Regions from separate parts of the Mus musculus genome. Here region 2 is linked to region 1. Evidence: chromatin contacts called from public Hi-C data. All regions are on one chromosome and are shown on one strand. Each heading gives the region's core, a stretch centred on a gene start, on an enhancer-like site or on the middle of the called end of the contact. The rest is flanking DNA. Distances are from core to core; before and after follow the strand shown.

The links. A called contact is a pair of places that touch in the nucleus more often than the background predicts.
Region 2: a Hi-C map of uterus shows a contact between it and region 1. The contact joins two enhancer-like sites. A contact is called at or near these places in 2 of 484 Hi-C or Micro-C datasets (uterus and ventral hippocampal neurons) and 1 of 9 other capture datasets (liver).

The regions. Positions count from the first base shown.
Region 1 is chr14:14,607,536-14,614,570 of GRCm38.p6, reverse strand. No RefSeq gene overlaps it. Among named protein-coding and RNA genes, the nearest start is that of Slc4a7, 92 kb to the left of the region's middle. Within about 2 kb of position 1,525, at least 12 of the 459 cell types and tissues checked have an H3K27ac peak or open chromatin away from gene starts, as enhancers often do. A contact at or near this core is called in uterus, where this site is marked.
Region 2 is chr14:14,829,945-14,836,265 of GRCm38.p6, reverse strand. Nek10 (NIMA (never in mitosis gene a)- related kinase 10) reads right to left here. Exons shown (of 35, transcript NM_001195229.1): 5 at 39-123. Among named protein-coding and RNA genes, the nearest start is that of Nek10, 12 kb to the right of the region's middle. Within about 2 kb of position 3,210, at least 82 of the 459 cell types and tissues checked have an H3K27ac peak or open chromatin away from gene starts, as enhancers often do. A contact at or near this core is called in uterus, where this site is marked.

The sequences.
Region 1 (7,035 bases), core at 276-2,775:
CTGTAATGGAAAGAGCCAAGGAGGAGGGACATCAGCAAGACTGGGAAACAAGAAAGGGCTCACACTGCTTACAGTGAAATAAATCCTGTGGGGAACCTGAATTGTGTACTGAGCCAGATAGGAAGCCACGGGTAACTTATGAATGAATAACACCTGAGAAGGCAGCTGGAGATGGAACACAGTTCCTCATGCTGGACCAGGGCTCTAGCTACGAGCATCTGCCAGGAGGAGTTTTGCATTTACTTTACAATTTGAGACGGGATCTTATTATGTCTCCCATTCTGACCTTGAATTCTCTCTGCAACTCAGCCACGTCTTGAGCTTGTGATGCTCCTGCCTCAGCTTCCAGAGTTAGAACTGCAGGTCTGCGCCACCAGGACAGGCTGCTCTAACTTTTGAGAGGACCACCATGGAGAACGTTTTAACTGTATAGGGGCAAAGGTGCAGGTGTGAATAGCTAGGTGCATGGCTAGTACAACAGCTTAGGAAGGGGACCAGAAAGCAGCAGCTGCAGTGATCACACATCAAAGACATAAGAAATTCAGCTAAAGGTCTAGAACTTGGCCCTGTTACTTTTACTGCATTACCTCCCCAGCCTGAGGACAGATTGGAGCATGGAGGGGAAGCAAAGCAAGAGCTAGGACAGTGTACAGACGAGCAAGGAACAAAGGGAAATATAAACACAGCCAGAAAATAAAGTCAGATGTGGAAATTAATATCAACAGAAGTCAGAAAGAGAAGATAGACATTCTATTCACTCTTTCACCTTTTGATGAAAGTTAAGTAGGGGGTGCTGAGTCAGAATATTGTCCCCCAACTTTCCAGGAGAGAATAATCTATTTTCAAGCAAACACTTGCTGTCTATTCTAGAACCTCCTGTACAATCCCAAGACTGGTTTTCTGGGGTGTGAGTTCTTTTAGCCACTCACAGTACCCTTCGGAGGGAACCAGAAACAAATGTTTTCATGGATGGGAGGCAAACAGAAATCACAGCTTCCCCTGGAGGCTATATTCCTATTCCTTGTCAGCATGTCTAAGAACGTTCGCTGCCTCTACCACTAGGTTTGTGAAGGAAGATCCACTGATAACTCTTGAAGAAAGATTACAGGAGTCACGTTCTTCAGAGAGCTGCGATGTGCTTGTGTGTTTAACACAATCTTAAAATGCAATAAGACTCTTCCACTAATTCTATCTCCTGTCCTTAGCTGCCAACATCAGTGTATTAAGGTAGTTAATGGCTGAAGAAAAACAGAACAACAGAACAAAGACATGGTCTTACAGAGACTGGATAATTTCTCATGTCCTGGAACTTGCTTTAATAATTCCAAAGCCTCAAACAGCCTTCTGTTTGTGTACAATTTTGCCAGAACTTTCCTGGTACATAAAGTTTTTCCTTCAGAATTTTCAGGGTTGCAACTGGATACTTTGTATAATAAATTTGTTTCTTCTCTGTAAGCCTGTGTTACATTTATGAGATTCTTCAACAGATGGGACTGGGGTGAGGCCGGTGCTCTGAAGCGTTACTCCTCTCAGCAGCCCTTCTGCTTTGCTCTTTGTCATTTCGATTTGCTTTTCCATTTCTGTCCTTCTAAGATGGGCAGAAAAAGCAGCACAGGGATTTTGAGGTGAAGCAGAAAAAAGCATCACTGTTCACACAAGCAGAAAAGACCATCACTGTTCACACACTAGTACAGCCTTGTCAGTAGCTTCTCCCTAGCTTAGAATTTGGCTTTCACTTTTCTTGTCTTCTTCTTCTCTTCAGGACGGCCCATATTTAACCTTACTCTGGTCTTTCACATAAACAGAGAGATTCCTCCACCACCCAACCCGTTTCTTCTTCTGAGTCTCTCTCTCTCTCTCTCTCTCTCTCTCTCTCTCTCTTTCTCTCTCTCTCTCTCTCACACACACACAGGACTTGTATTTTATTCTAGACTCTGAGCAGTCCTATCATTTTATCAGAGGAACTCTGAGGCTGTAGCTACTGCTCTTACTGCAATTTGATTGTATCTGTATGAATGGCGCAGATGTAAGAGCAAAGGCCACTGACCACTGGCTTGGAATTCTTACCTCCCAGATTTTCCAGTTCACTTGATCATAAATCAATTGGTGATAAGCAGGCAAGGGGCAGAAGCCACAGGAAATTCATAAATCATGGTTACTCATGCAGTGGAAAGGGCCTCAGGGAGAATGTCGGCATTTACAATCAAGAGTTACACTACAAGTGAAGTTTCATTTAATTGTATGACTCTGTGATAAATCATGTTGGATGCTATTGGTTTTATTCCACATGCCGGTACCCCTCTTTTTCTTCTTCCTCTCTGACCTATTTCCTCTTCCTGGGGGTATCACCAGGGATAGGAACCTGCAGGGACCTCTGCCCCCTACTCTGCCCCTAGTAGAAACCCCAAGATGTTGGAGATGCCATGGTATACCTGCTGAGAAGAGCTATTAACAGCCCGAGAGAGAGAAGTATGTTTCAGTCAACAAAACTGAGAGGAATTGGAGACCTGAATAGTGCTTTAATATCAGACATGCAGATTTGGAGTATGGAGTTGGTCTCCTGGTTATTGTTCTTGTTTTGGTCCAATATTTCCTCACTATGCTCCCTTTTGTCCCTTTCAAATGGTAATATATTTTCTGTAATATATATATATGTATATATATGTATATATATATATATCATTGTATATTGGAAGTATGTGATTTTTTAATTTTGAGTTTTTACAGTAGGTTACAGTTAAGAAATTGCCTTGAGCCTCAGAAGAGACTTTGAACTTTAGTCTTTTAAACAGTGTTGAGATTGCTATAGATTATGGGGACTTTTGAAGTTGGACTGAAATCATTTTTGCATTGTGAGCTGGCTACAAACCTACTAGGGCAGCAGAACATGGTGGTTTGGGTAAAACTGCCCTTCCCCTCCACCATCAACTCATAGATTTGAATACTTAGTCATCAGGGAGTGGCACTCCTTGAGAAGGATTAGGAGGTGTGTCCTTGTTGGAGTAGCTGCAACCTTGTTAGAAGAAGTGTCATTAGGCTTTGAGGTTTCAAAGGCCCAAGCCAGGCCCAACATCTCTCTCCTTCTGCTGCATATGGATCCAGATGGAGAACTATCAGATCCTTCTCCAGCACCATATTTTCCTGTGTGCAGCCATGCTTCCTGTCATGATAATAGACTACCTTTTGAAACTGTAAGCAAGCCCCAATTAAATGCTTTCTTTCATAAGAGTTGCCATGGTCATTCTATCTCTTCAGTAATAGAACACTGACCATGACAGTCTTCTAATATGAATTTTTTGATGAGATTATCATATAAATTTGGCCTTTTAACTTGTCTGAAAATAGTACAAACTTGCTACAAAGTAAGAAGACATCTCTGCATTGATGATTTGTCTTACTAACAGGCTCTCCGCTGACCCATGAGGGTCAGGCCATGCAACTTTCAGGAACCTGCCCATCTTTGCCACCCAGAACGCAGCAGCCAAGACCAAATAAAGGAAATTACATAGCAAGCAGAGATTGGATATCTGAATAGTGTCTTGGGTAAATCCACCCACAACAGCAAGTCTGATAGCTCCACCCAATGACAGTATCTACAAGGCCACAATAACTCCTTAATCTTACATGGTTGGAAGATTGTTATTTAGCTGTGTAGGTCATTTATGTTCTTGTAGAACTCATCAGCACCCAGAAGTTTCCTCACATGTAAAGAACAAATGGTGAGCCTCACAACAGAAGCTTCATCGAGATGTGAGCTCGTAGTGGGGGATGTAGCAACTGATGAGCAGCTCATGAAAAACTTCACTCTGCTTTTCAAAGATCTCAGTGGCTCTCTCCTCTTCTTTTTGACATCCAGAATTCATCCTACTGAACAACAACAACAACAACAACAATAACAACAACAACAAAATGGTAGAAGAGACAAAACTGGATGTGTTAGTCTTCATTTGAAAAAACAAACAAACAAACTAATTTTGCAAATAATAAATAAACATGGCTTATGTTTGAAACCACCATTCAACAGCATGTGATTGCATTACCAATAATGGGGGTGGGGGTAAATGTATCCTGCAGATCCTGAAACAGGCTCGCAGTGTGTAGCTCAGGCTGGCCTTGAACCTGAAATCATTCTTCCCCAGCCTCCAGACGCTGCTGCAGTGGTTTCTTACTTTCTTACTAGCATGCTTTTAAGTTTACTCACACTTCAGATGTGACTAGAGCAGTTACAATGAACATCATCATATGCTGTCTAAGCCACGCCCATCAACCGTCTGTCTCTCTCCTCTCTCATAGTAGATCCTGGGTCCAGCCCACATTTTTTTCTCAAAATGATGTCCTCTCTTCCTTCTGGGAATCAGAGAAGTATGCACTATAGTAACTTAGTAACTGTGTGTCACGAAGCCTCCCTCCTTTTTTTTGACATCTCTAAGAAAGGACCCTCATTCTGCCACATGGCTGAACTGTCCTCCGATTCCCTGTCATGCTGTCTTTCCATGGCATCATTAACTACTTGAATATATCTCTCACTCAAAGGAACAGTCCATCTTAGAGTCTCTCTCAAACTCTAATAACTTCAGCAGCTAGCTTCTATAACTTCTAATAACTTCTAAAATGTGTTAGAAAAATATATCTAATGATATATTATAAATGTATCCTGCAACGTTGTACATTTTAAACTATAGTCTAAAATACTAATGTATAGTAGACATTACAATAAGCTGTAATCTTGTGTACAAACACAGAAGATATATTTTTATGATTGTGTTTAACACTATGAAAAGCCGATGGTAATTTCTTTGTCTGGATTCCAAAGTTATTGGGGAAACACAAACTCATCTGTCAATTCAAACTGTTTTCTGCTCCTTTGATGGATGTTGCTCATTGGCTAACCCAGCACTCACATTCACCGCTTTCCCCTGTCACCTTGCCACTGGACACTCTTTCCCACCTTCTATTGATGTTGTAGAGGCCAAGTGGTCGGCTGGAAACAAGGCAGTGTAAGAATGTTGAATTCGAGGAAAGCTTTTGGTTTTCAAACAAATGAGTTGGTGATGTTGGCATTTCACATGCTCCTTTGAAAAAAAAAACCAAACACAGACTCATTGTACTCTGCAAAAACAGTCTGCCTGTATGATGTGTGGGAGGGAACAAAAGCCAGCGTCTTCCTGCCTGGTGATAAGGGAATTCTGAGAGCCCTTTGAGAGCATCTTGGCTCAAGGGGCTAAGATCCTGGAAAACTTCATGGCAATACTCTTCCTGAAGCCAGAGACTCTTAGGCCCTTATTTCACACATTTGAAGAATGAAACTCTGGGCACACAGAGTGTGGGTTTGCTAGTTTCTCAGGTGGAAACACAAGAGAGAAGGCTAGCTCCATGTAGTAAGAGCACATCCAGGAGAATGGATGGAGAGGCTTTAGGGGCTTGTCTACGCGATTATTTCAAGGATTTGAGGCAGAAATGAGGTGAGTTAGGAGGGGATGAGCTGGCCTGTCCAGTCTGCCTATCCTTAGGTGTCCAGGTACCTGCTGTCAATTTCAGGCTGATCCTCACAGGGGAAGGGTAGCAAGGTGGCAGAACTCACTCTCCTGGTGGTCCTGTTCCTGCCCTCCAGCCAGGACTTTCTTTGAACTGTGATTTGGGGTCCTGCCTTCCTGACCAGTAGCTATGCCTGCATTGCTGGGAGAGCAAAGGGCTCAGTCAGAAGTGATGATCTTTTAGAAAAAAATACTGAGGTAGGAGTTTGGAGGAGAGGAGAGAGAGACAAAAGAGAATACGTCTAATCCTATCCCTCTCTAACACTTTTTTTCCTTAGTGTCTGACGCCTTGAAGAACAGCAGCTATCTTATCCTACTAGGGCAGTGAAGTGAGAATTAAAGGCAGAAGTCTGAAGAAGTTATAAAGAAGGGAGAGGGACTGCACAGAGGTCATACCTGACTGCCTGTGTGCCTAGAGGGCCAGCAGAGCAGAGGAATCTTCACACTGCTGAGGTGGCTTTTAGCTTCTGGTGTGGAAGTAATGGCTGCTCTCCTTCTGTCCGTTTTGTCATTTCTGTATCAGACAGCTCCCTTCCCTGTGCTCCTCCCGATGTCTGAGCAATCTGGGGTCCTGCTTTGTGCTGTCGTTCAGGCTGGGTTCCTTCTGCCCTGATCCAGCTTATCCAGGAATCTCTGTTGTTCAATCGTGGAAAGTCATTTTTGTATGGCATTTTAATGCGAATTGTGGCTTGTTTCAGAAGAACCTCACACAAAATTCCCTTTCTCTGGACCATGGACAAAGTGCTCATGCAAATCTGGGGGAGATGAGAGCAAAAGAAGATAGATTCACGGTGAGAAAATGGGCCTAGTTTGGTGGTATATGCTTATAATTCCAAGAAGACCAAGGAACAAAGATTTGCAGTGAGTTTGAGGATAGCCTGGGCTATTCAGTGAAATTAAGGCCATATTAGGATACATAGTGAGATCCTGTCTTTTAACAAACAGACAAAACACAAAGTGAAAGTTAAAAGAGAGAGAGAAATAAGTTGGGGTTTCCAAAAGCATAAAATATAAATCATACTTTGAGCTATATCTCTAGTCTGATTCCCAGTACTATAAACAATGTTATTTTCTACAGAGGCATGGGATTTCTAGATATTTGCTAAATACTAATCCGCTTGCAACAGTTGAATGCAGGGGTAGCATTGTAAATTTTAGTTGATTGAGGAGTGTCAGTAAGGAAGAGAAAAGAAGACGAACACAGCTCAGCCACAAGGGGATCCAGACCTACCCCTGGCCTACTTCGGCCTCCTAGACCCAGCCAGAGGCAAGACTCTTCTTACTGATCCACGAGTTTCCCACACTGTATAGAATAACAAACTGAATGAAGGGAGCATTTTTAAAATCTTGCTTTCTAAAGAGCAGTGCCCAGAGATCCCAGAAAAAAATCATCATGGCAACTCTTTTGTTACAGTGACTGACAATGTTGGCACATAGTTTACTTAGAAGATACAGTATCAGTCAACTTGAGACAAAATGGTGACATCAAATGGCCAATGGA
Region 2 (6,321 bases), core at 1,961-4,460, 220 kb before region 1:
GTCACAAATGAAGAACGGGTTTACTTTGTTCAACCAACCTGATAACATGGATCCCGCATCAGCAGCCTCAGACAAATTAACACTCTCAGAAAATGAATGGATGGAGCACGATTAACCCACTCTCTGAAAGAGAAGAGAAGGCATGTTGGTGTTTAGATAGTTCACAGGCAGCACACAGCCATGAATGGAAGGGAAGCCTGTGAATGAAGGGGCTGGTGACCCAGCTCTGTTTCCTCTGTAAAGGACTGTGGCTTGGTGACCCTTGACCCACACCAATGCAAAACATACAGAAACCATCTTCACCACTGTGGTTCCAAACTGACCTGCATCAGAGACTCGCACTGCCCTAGAAGTAGTTCATGCTGTCCCTAAATCAAGATGAAGAGCTAAGGCTTCCAATAATTAGGACTGGCTTAATAAATATCAATGCCCTAACCACTAAGGAGCCACTTGAAGAAGTTACTCACATGTACTAAGAGGACAAAAACAAAACACTGTGAGATAGAGTTTCATTCTGTAGCCTAGGCTGAGCTTGATATAAAAATTCCAGAACTCTGAAGGCCGAGGAGAAGAAGGGTCTTAAGTTCAAGACCAGTCTCCTGAACTAACAACAAGAATCCCCTATTGTCTTGTCTTTACAACATTTCTGAGCCAGGCATGGTGGTAGACACTGAAGAGCCTAGAGCTGGGAAGGATCAGAAATTTAAGGTCCTCCTTGGCTATAAATCAAGCTCAAGGCCAGTCTGAGATACATTAAGACCTTCTCAGAACAAAAAAAGGCAGCTACTGGAACAGCAGAGAAGGTGGAGCAGCTGGAGAAACAGCAGCCTACTGCCTCTCTGGTTAACACCGAAGGCAGACAACAGAAGGTCCCCTGACCATTCTGTTCCCCTGGAACAGTCTCTGTTCTTCACATCCTGCTGGGTCTCAGAGAGCACGTGCTTCATCACTCAGCATCTTGAGTGTAGCTACAGCTGGCAGTATGTGTCGTTAAAATGTTAAAGGAATCTTCCATGCTTCCTAACAGAATAAAAGTCTCACAATCAATCCATCATCTTGCCCACAGGCTTTGTGGGATCAGTCTTCCCATGAGCCTCTAAGCCTACCTCATGCCACAATCCCTTGCTCCCTTCCAGCCTATGCAACAGGTTGTCTATGAGTCAGGGCCTAAGGTGTTTCCCAATGGCAGCCTTCTGTGGCTCTCCAGCACCAGGACTCCCATAACCTGTACTGTTCTAACTCAGAGCATGTTTAGTGCAGAAGTGAGCACAGAGCCCAGTATCCTCCTGAAGTGAAAAAGGCAGCTAACCACTGCCCTGCTCTGGATCGTGCTATTGTGAGTGCAGCTAGTCATTGTCTATAGAAGGCAACTCCAGCCTGGTGATGCATGCCCCATACTGCTCTGCAAGCTAGTTCAAAATTAATCATTCATGGTGCCAGTATTAACAAAGGCCTGAAACACAAAGGTTCTGCAATTCCATCCTTAGTCAAGGGAAATGGGGAAATAACAGGAAGTATTTCAGACTCCAAATGTCATTCACCTGGGTGTACATAAGGCATTGCCACAATACTGTAAATACCCCTGCCACATACATATAGGACTCTGACCTGAGCTGAAAACCCAGGACAACTGTCCTCTGGTCTGTCCTAGATCTATTCTGGGGCTCTAGAGGTAAGATCCAGGTCTGTCTTCTCTATAGCACTGAGGAGTTTAACCCTTCCCCCAAACCTGCACATTTGGAAACCTAGTGAATGAGTCAGGGTGGCATCTGTGGTGGCTGTACTAGGAGTCCCCATTCCATGGCAACACCACCCACTTCTCCTTCCATCTGCCGAGATGGAGGTTGGCAGGGCATTAGACCCGTGGTTTTATTCCCAAGAATGTCTGTGTTCCCTGATGTCCATATTCCCAGTACACAGATACAGAAGAAAAGCCCATGGTCAGAACTTGCTGGGAATTAAGCTTGTTACCACCAACAAGGCTATTGGCAGCTGCCCACAGCCACTGCTAACAACAGCATCCCCTCTCTAGAGCAGTCACTTTATTAGTGACTCCTGTGCCATGAGACACAGCCCAGTTTCTTTGGAAAAATGAAAATAGGAGTCAACCAACCCCTGGACTGCCTGCTAGGCAGGACTCTCCAAGCACAGGCCTGCCATCCAGGTACTTAGGAAGTAGAGACAGGAAGATTACAAACTTGGAGTACAAAGCAAGCAACTTAGTGAGAGTCTCCAAAGAAGAAGTAAAGGGGAGCCTGGAGAAGAGTGAACAAAAGCATGAAAGTGACGGAGTAAAGCCAATGACCTTGGATGTTAAAGTAAAGATTGATTTTAAAGTAGGTGGAGGCTGTAGGTCAGCATAAAGCACTTGCTGAGTACTCACAGACTCCCCATACTTCAGACTCTTCAGTGGCGAAAATATGGGAAAATTCTGAAAAAATATGATCATTCTAATACTCTAATTTTGAAGAGGGTACAGGGCAAAGGCCCCCAGCTCAGAGATTCTTTCCCCTCCCTGCCCAGGGAAGAACAGTGGCTAACAACAGCTGCAAAAGCCATGGGCAACCTGACACCAGTGAATGCCTAGAGCACTTCACTATCCAAGGGGAACAGGATCTATGGTACAAATATGTACACAGTATTCTTCCTCAGGAGTCTTCCTGATAGCCAGGGCCAGTCTTCACAGGACAGTCTGTGACCTTTCCTGTGCATTTTTTCCCATATTAAAATACATATTTAAAGGCCTTTGTTTCTCCTTATTTCACACACACACATAAACACACACACATGGGGGGAGGGAGGGAGGGAGAGAGGGAGGGAAGGAGGGAGGGAGGGAGGGAGGGAGGGAGGGAGAGAGAGAGAGAGAGAGAGAGAGAGAGAGAGAGAGAGAGAGAGAGAGACTGAAATACCAATGTGGACTTTAATTTTACTCTTCATGGAATCTAACCAAATGAAGGGATCCAAAATAGTCTGAATTGAATGTTCCTGGCAAATCACGTTTTTGGTTTGCTTTGCTTTGCAATTTTGGGTAGAAGCCCAAGGCTATTAATATTTCTCATAGTTATTACTCTGCTATTGTAAATAGGATTCCTGATGGCTGAGTCCTTGGGTTCTGCCCCATGAGAATGACCTCAGGAGGAGGCCTTCCTTGGCTCCTAGCCTGGAACGCTGAGTAGAGCAGATGGGCCACAAGGGATGCAGCCCTGGCTCTGTGGGGGATTGCATGCACCTCTGCTCGCCAAGAGTCAGGGGAACTAGAAAACACAGGACTCAGTGTAGCCAAAGAACTACATGGAAAACAGCCACCAATGGAGATCAGCATCTGTTTGGCTGACTCGGCCACTGCAGGCCCCCTTTGCTTGGGCTCCTAGTGAACATGCAGAAAGCACTTTCTCAGACATGTTTGCCATGGGAACAAGAGATGGGTCCTTGGAGGCAGCCCTGAAAAGTCATTGGCCGCAATGACAGTGCTTCCCTGGAGGTTGTCTCCACATGACAGCCACACAGGAGTGAATTCATAAATGGGCAAAGAATTTCAGCTCTCTGCCGACTGAACGTACGCCACTGCTTTCACGGGACTATTAATACACTCGGCTTCCACCACCCTCGTCCAGGACATCACTTTCTGCTATCAATATCAAAAGAAAAATGTCACTGCACACATAACATCTGAAACAGCGAGAAGGGAGATGGGGTTTCTGTTTCTTTCACAGAGGAAGAAGCTAGTATGTGACGTGAGTGCTCCAAATGACAAGCAGCCAGTAGCTGAAAACACATGGATGTGTGTGTGTATACATGTGGAGAAGCTGTATGTGTGTGGATGTGTAGAGGCTGTTGCTCAGAGCTACCTGTAGCACGCTGCAGGTCAGAATGCGCTCCTTTCTCACGCTGTGGCACTGCTTTCATTAACACTCATCTGGGTTAACGAAAAAGCAAACTCCATACCTACTTTGATAAAACTTAAGAGAAACAAGAACACATGTGGGGATGCCACTGTCTGGAATCCCCACCAATCCCCTCTTGGGTCTCTGTGCTCCATCCTCTCTGTTACCCATTCAGTCTAGCTCACAAAGTCTACCCAGAAAGAAAACCATGTGGGGCCTGTGGCACTCAGGCCAACAACTACAAAAGATTCATCTCCTTTCTTCTAATTGATGGACTGTGCACAGTGCTTCCAGATATTCATCACCATGCCTCATCAGCCTGGTTCTGAATGAGCTTGGGATACAGCAGAGGCAAACCCTGGGCCCCCTTTGGAGGACATGGCCCAGAAGCCCCACTTGTAAAGACCCATGACTATCAAGGGGTGATGGCAAAGAACAACCAAGGCCAGGTACATTAGACCAGGGTGCTATTTTGAGATGGCCAGGGAAGGCTCTCTGGTAAGATTAGCATCATATGAGCTGAAGATAGGAGCTTTGAAGAAACTTGTGTCATAACAGCAGGAAAAGCCTGTAGCTCGGGTCCTAGGCTTGATGCAGAAAATAGCAGTGTGAGAAAACAGAAGCTGTGGTCAGACAGCAGCAGGCAGAGCTTCAGGACTTGCAGGATTGGAAGGGGGCCTTTGGAAGTTTTGCCTAGGGATGTTCTAGAAGAGTTTCAGCAAAGAACTCACAGGAACTTGCTAAGATTATGAAAGGATTCTTCCAGAAGCTATGCTGATGACAAAGTAAAGGAAAACCACACAGGTAAAGCAGGGAACCCAGGTAGCCTACTATAAATTCAAAGGCTAGAAATGCTGGCAGCCTAGGTTAGCTCCATAGACAGTGCTGACAAAAGCTGAAATCTCCTTGTGGGTTGAGAGAAAAATTAAAAGTCCTGTTTCAGGAATGATATCTTTAAATAACATAGCAGGAAGAATCCTCCAATTGACACGTGAAACAGGGATGGAGTCACGGTAGGGAGCCACTTCAGGAGCCAGGCCAGCATGGCACATGAGAATTAGAGCCAGGCCTGATGCCCAAGGCCTATAATCATAGGCCTTTTGGGAAGCTGAGGCAGGATCAGGAGTTCAAGGCTAGCCTGAGCTACAAAGTGAGGCTCCAGGAAAGAGAGAAAAGAAGAAAAGGAAGGGGAAAGGAGAGGAAATGGGGGGGGGGGGAGAAGAACAAGAGAAGGAAGGGAAAAGAGATGCTTTCAGCTCTGATGTGTGGCTATTGAGATGGGTCTGTTACTTAACACCTGGCTCTCAGTAGCTTATTTAAAGATTATAAACACATCTGTCATGCGCAGATATAATGATCCCAGCCAGGTTATGGCTGCTTTGAGTGGTGATGTGTTGGCCAAGGACAAGAAGTTCCTCCCTGGGAAGGCAGAGTAATTCAGCTTTCTGCCTGTCAGGCTTCTCTGGATGAGAAGCCACAGCACACAGCAGAAAGAGCATAGTTAACAAAGAGAAACTTTTCTGTGGTGCCACATACAATTTATTACTTTCCCTCATACCAAACACAGCATTCATTTTGATGTTTTTGACAGAATTTCTCAAGAAAATTGTCATTGTATGTGGCCTGACATCCTTTAACTCATTTTTGGCTTTGAGAGCATAAGAAGATTCCTCTTTGTAAATACATTAGAATGACTTGTCATTTCTTTCAGTCTCTTCAGGCTTTAATATTCCAAATCAACTCTTGTAGTCCCATCTTGTTGCTTTCTGCAGTTGTCAGTGTCACCACCATCTGTCCCCAGCCTTGTACATCAAATTCTACCAGTTTAAAACTACTGTGTCATTAACTTCACAAAATCTCCCACCTCCAGCCCCATGAGTGAGTTCATTTCACAAGCGAACTATATTCCACTGTAATATAGAAGCCATATATCAACGAAACACAGAGCAACAGGAAGCCGGTGCATTAAAGAAAAGTGTGGTTGGTCAGTTAACAAAGAATCTGTCACTACTGTGACAACTGCTACTTCTCTTCACAGCCTTCACATGATGAGATAGAAATGTCAAGACTTTATTTCTAATGTCACACTCTACTACACACGAATCATGTTATGGCAGAGAGAGCATGGAAGATTTGAATTGATGCTGCACATGGACACATATCTAGAGCAGCCTGTCCTGTAACCTCAGATCCAGGCAGGACTTCCTTTCAGAACTACTGGAAAAGACTTGTAGGCATGCCCTAGCTGGCTGCATTAACAAGTCTAGCTGCAGAACAGAGACTAAGTCAATCTTAGGAAAAGAACCCAGAAAGAGGTGTCTGCACATGTGGATTGGAAGAGAACACATCTAGGAGCATGAAAGGGAAGATAAAAAACATTGACACCTGAGCAAAAATGAAGCACAATAGTAGCATGTTCTACAGCCAAGGCCAATTC